Linked DNA regions of Mus musculus: region 1 is linked to region 2. A link is a contact called in public capture Hi-C data. All regions are on one chromosome and are shown on one strand. The core of a region is the stretch at or near the end of the contact, and the rest is flanking DNA. Distances in the headings are between cores, read along the strand shown.

The links. Capture Hi-C pulls out chosen DNA fragments and counts their contacts.
Region 1: a contact with region 2 is called in a capture Hi-C map of embryonic stem cells, with 5 times the contacts expected there. The contact joins two enhancer-like sites. A contact is called at or near these places in 1 of 39 promoter capture datasets (cranial neural crest), 1 of 115 datasets of contacts at active chromatin or transcription factors (stem cell-derived neural progenitor cells) and 1 of 9 other capture datasets (embryonic stem cells).

The regions. Positions count from the first base shown.
Region 1 is chr7:107,769,741-107,772,440 of GRCm38.p6, forward strand. No RefSeq gene overlaps it. Among named protein-coding and RNA genes, the nearest start is that of Cyb5r2, 13 kb to the left of the region's middle. Within about 2 kb of position 1,446, at least 8 of the 459 cell types and tissues checked have an H3K27ac peak or open chromatin away from gene starts, as enhancers often do. A contact at or near this core is called in embryonic stem cells, where this site is marked.
Region 2 is chr7:107,253,530-107,256,229 of GRCm38.p6, forward strand. No RefSeq gene overlaps it. Among named protein-coding and RNA genes, the nearest start is that of Rbmxl2, 45 kb to the left of the region's middle. Within about 2 kb of position 1,427, at least 4 of the 459 cell types and tissues checked have an H3K27ac peak or open chromatin away from gene starts, as enhancers often do. A contact at or near this core is called in embryonic stem cells, where this site is marked.

The sequences.
Region 1 (2,700 bases), core at 196-2,695, 520 kb after region 2:
TAGGTTGTTAAAGCTGAGAACACCCAGGCTCTGATCCTAAGAACTCTGATACAAAGCCATCAGATGAAAATCAAAGTCAACTCCAGTCAGAAAAGCAGGTAGGCTAAGTTCAGACCTTCACCTCTCCCTCTGCTCCTCCAAATCAAATCCCCCATTCTCATTCCCAGCTCTACAATGGGACACCTACTGCAGCCTCCTTTCTCCTTCTGCCCCCATGTCCAGTGTATCCCACAGATCTTCCCTCCTAACCACTCTCCCCCCATGCATTGCTTTATCCAAATACCCAACTCCAGTAGGCACTCCTTGCCAACACTGGCTACTCCTGCCAGAGAAACTGTTAGGCTAACTGCAGATCCTCACATCTCGCTCCATTTCTCCAAGTCCAATTCCCCATCTCTACATCAGAATTCCTATAACAATCTTCCCCCACCTCATCTCTAGTGGATCCCACAGATCTTCCTCTCCTAACCTTCCTCCCCAACTCTTTGCTTTATCCCATCCCACAACTCCAGCAGGCGTTCCCTGAAGACACATTGGCAGCTCCTGCCAGGGAAGCAGGTATAAAAACTTCATACTCTCACCTCTCTCTTCATTCCTCCAAAGCAATTCCCCTTGTCTCATCCTCTACAACAGAACATCTGCTTTGGCCTCCCTTTCCTCTGCGCCACCCCAGCTGGTCCCACAGAGCTTTCTCATTTAATCTCTCACTCCCCTTGTATTACTTTATCCCAGCTTCCAAATCCTTGATTTCTGTTTCTTCTCTGGAGTTTAGAAGACAATTATGGTTGTGTGTTGCACATAGGGAAATATTCTCTTGACAGTTGTGACCATTGGGAGTTCCAGGTTAAATGCATTTATGGGTATTGGGACCTGAGACTTAGATATGGGGATGGCCTGAGCATGGTTAAGGGGCTTTGTAAGAGGGAGGAATTTGTTGTTTCATCAGGATCTGCTTAGCCAGTACTCTGGGAATGGGGGGTGGGGGAGGGTAGGGAATGCTGAAAGTGCATAGTGGAAAGTCTATTAAAGAGCTGGAATGATACTGGGGCGTTGGACTTGGAGGAGGAAGGGAGGGGGAGATGAGAATCTGCAGTCACCCTGAACACGAGTCTGTAGAGTATCACGTGCACTTATACCATGGCGAGAGACAAGTTCTTCCCTCAGGGTAGAAGTCTCCAAGATTTCTGTTGAAAACTGTGGAGAGAAAGGTTAGGGCTCCTTTGGTGGACACGGTGGGAAGGAAGACCAATGACTCAGCAAACACATTCTTTTCGTCTTGTTGCCATGGAGATACAGGCTGAAATGTTCACAAGGGCATGAATGCACGTGGAAATATATGGATGTTAGTCTGTCCTCAGCCTGGGATCTAGGTGATTGTCCCTTAAGTGGTGTGGTAAGCCAGGCATGGTAGCTTATGCATGTGATACCAGCATTCATTAGGTGGAGGCAGAAGAATTTCAAGACAAGGCCAGGTTGGAGCACATAGTGAGTTTTAGGACAGCCTATGTTACATAATAAGACCCTGCTTCAAGAAAACCAAAACAAGGGTGGGTGAGATGGCTCAGTGGTGAAAGATGTTGGCTACCAGGCCAGGTAACCTGAGTATAATCCCTGGGATCCGCATGGTAAAAGAAGAGAATCGAATCCTACAAGTTTTTCTCTGATGGTGATATATGCCAGGGCACACGTTTTTCTCTCTTATACTCTGTCTCTGTGTTGTTCTCTCTCTCTTTCATATGCATGCATCTGCATGCACACAGAAACACAAACGTGGTGGATAGCTCTGGGGCTAATTATATTTGATGTTAATTCCATTCTCCTGTGAGTGGCTTTGAACAAGGAATGAGTCACCACTCAGGTGATTTCCTGTAAACCTGCTTCCCACCTTAATTTGTAAAATAAAGGAGAGCTGAGGATTGGGTAGATAGAAGGGAAGGTGGGGCAGAAGGTGAGAGGGAGAGAAGAAGGAGAAAATGGAAAAGAGAGAGGACACAGAGGAAGAGGAAGAAGAAGAAAAGCAGAGCAGAAGCACGTGGCCTGGAGAAACTGCAAGTTCTAAGGGTTCTCATAGATGCGGAAGATGGTAGTATAGCTATACATCTGCCCAATCAAGGCACACAGCATGTATTCATATAAACTGTGTTGTGTTTTCATTGCTGGGGCATAATTAGGTTGGAGAGATTTACTGCAACACAAACTAGGTAAACAAATGTAATAAAAATTAAAACAAACAAACAAAAATTAAAATCAAAACTGAAGACAAAATGGTACGGTATATCTAGGAGACTGAGGGGGTTGTACACTTGGCAGAAATACTTATGTCAGAGCTTCCTGATTGCAAACAGGACCAGGCAAGCTTTTCTAATGATTCTGGGGTTTGTGGGTCTTCAACCTTGATATATAACGTATAGACTGAATATTGTGATATATTTTATCTGCTAACTTAGCTCCTTAATCTGTATGTTAATTATTGTGGTAAGGACTGAGGAGAGATGAATAATGTGGGGTATATTGATTAGACCTCACTTTCCCAAGTAAGATGAGATCCTCAGAGTCTGTGAAGCTGTCCATCTTGGTCCTTGTTCTATACATGGCCAATACTAATGCAGAAGCAAGAGGAAAACCGAAGTCCTGAAATTAGAAATGGAGGACATGCCTCTTATTTCACACCAGAAGCAGCGTTTCTAAACATCAAGACAA
Region 2 (2,700 bases), core at 177-2,676:
TTTTGCACGCCTCTGCCTTGGTGGTGCTAGTTGGCCGTTGATGTTGGTTTTCTGCTTGATGATTTTTCTTGCTCCTGGTGCAATCCTGCTCCTACAGAATTCACTCTTGTAAGTCAGAGTTAGCTTTTAAAATGTAAGTCAATCTTGCTACTCTACTGCTTTAAATTTTCATTCATAATAAAATCTCTGGCCTAAGAAGCCTCACAGAACGTTCCAGTCTGTTCTCTTATCTTTTCTTGCCTGTTCCATTAAAGATACTTTCTGCTTCTGAAATGAGGATGATCATTCCCACTTGAGAGGCACCACACTAGTTATTACCTGTGTCTGCAGTACATGTCTTCTGCATTTTGTTTCTTCAGGATATCCTCAGAGAGACACCACCACCACCACCCGACAACATATATTTAGTGTTTGGGAATTTCATACAATGTACCCTGATCACACTGCTTCTCATTCCTCCCAGGTCTACCCTCCTCCCCTCTCCCTTGCACCCCTACCCCAACCCCTCCCAAAACACACCAAGTCTAATGTGTATTGCCCAAATACTCCTTAGAGCATGGTCAAACTCCCACTGGGCAGCCCCTTAAAGAAAAATGGATCCTCCCCTGCCTCTATCCTGCCAGAAACCATTAACTGTGAAAAGCTACACTTCATCATCTTTATAACCGTTTTTAAGGACTCAGAAATGCATTCTGTTTTTTGGGGTTTTGTTTGTTTGGTTTTTTTGTTTGTTTGTTTGTTTTTTGGGTTTTTTTTTGTTTTTTGTTTTTGAGACAGGGTTTCTCTGTGTAGCCCTGGCTGACTTGGAACTCACTATGTAGACCAGGCTGGCCTTGAACTCAGAAATCCACCTGCCTCTGCCTCTGCCTCTGCCTCTGCCTCTCTGCCTGTCTGCCTGTCTGCCTCTCTGCCTCTCTGCCTCTCTGCCTCTCTGCCTCTCTGCCTCTCTGCCTCTCTGCCTCTCTGCCTGTCTGCCTCTCTGCCTGTCTGCCTCTCTGCCTCTCTGCCTCTCTGCCTCTCTGCCTCTGCCTCTCTGCCTCTCTGCCTCTCTGCCTCTCTGCCTCTCTGCCTCTCTGCCTCTCTGCCTCTCTGCCTCTGCCTCTCTGCCTCTCTGCCTTTCTCTCTGCCTCTCTGCCCCTCTGCCCCTCTGCCCCTCTGCCTCCCGAGTGCTGGGATTAAAGGCGTGCGCCACCACGCCTGGCTCAGAAATGCCTTCTTAAGGGTTAGGTTTTTGTCCTTTTTTTTTTTTTTTTTTCTGGTAAGCATTGACTAAAATAGTCATATTTTCTGTGGTTCCAATTAATCTTAGTTAGCTGTGGTCCAAAAACTATTAGTAAAAAAGTTGGAGGAGAACAGTAATGAGATCCCATATCATCTTGGTCTGTCTTAAACAGGATGTGATACATCCCATGGCTCAGAGTATCCAGGCAGTATATGCCACCTGCTTGTTGGTTACTCAGTAGCCATCTCAGTTAGCAGACCAACTGCTGCAGTATCACAGTACTTGTGTGTCCAGCCTGGAACGCTGACCAGTATATGTGAAGTGCCTTGTTAGATCCCGAGGGTCACAGAAGAGAGTGATGAAACTAGAACTCCAGCAGAGGCAGTGCTTATGTTCAAAGTAATCCTTGCTTTGTTCTTCATAGTCTTAAAGATAGTCATCCTGCTAATTTTGTCATATCATATTATTGTTCTTATACTTTAGTGCTGCTTTAGTCACTCTGTTACTATGCAGATTTGAAAAACAAAAGCATATTATGGGTTTGTATGTATGTATAGGTAAAACCATAGCTCTAGAGTCTAGGATGTTCAAACTCAGGCTAAGCTGGAGTCCTGGGGACACACATCCTTGGTAGATAAAGGAGAACTGTTGTGCCTCCAATATTTTCATTGTTATTTTTATTTAACTGTCTTTCTATGGTCCCTCTAGTCTAAGATAGCTACCAGTATATAATTTAGTTTAAGGTGTTTAAGTAGTGACAGAAAATGGATAACCATATGACTTTGTAGCTGTGAATTCATTCTTGTAAATTTTTCCCAGGGTAAAGGTGCAGTTTCTTTTCTTTTCTTTTCTTTTCTCTTCTTTTTTTTTTTTTTTTTTTTTTTTTTGTTTGTTTGTTTGTTTGGTTGGTTGGTTGGTTTTTTTGTTTTTGTTTTTGTTTTTTTTTTTCGAGACAGGGTTTCTCTGTATAGCTCTGCCTCCCGAGTGCCGGGATTAAAGGTGTGCGCCACCACGCCCGGCTCTTTTTTTTTTTTTTTTAATTGGATATTTTCTTTATTTACATTTCAAATGTTATCCCCTTTCCCAGTTTCCCTCCCTCCCGGAAACACCGTATCACATCCTCCCTCCCCTGCTTCTGTGAGGGTGTTCCTCCACCCACCCACCCACCCACCTACTCCCACAGACCTCCCCAGAACTCCCAGGGACTAAGGAGTGCACAGGCCCCAGCTGCAGTTTCTATAGTTAGGACTTTGGTTTTGAATGGATGCTCAGCTCCTAGAAGAAAACCCAGTACATCACCATCATCTGTCGAATGTTAATGAATGAAAAAACCGAAATGAATAATTGGAAAGGTGCCAGTGATGTACTTGCCTGTGCTTCCAAAGGAGATGGAAGAATTCCATCTCACCTGTGATGCAGAAATGTTTTCAGTGCTCCAGTGTTCCCTGGAGGCAGTGTGCAAATGCTTGTTCAGTGTT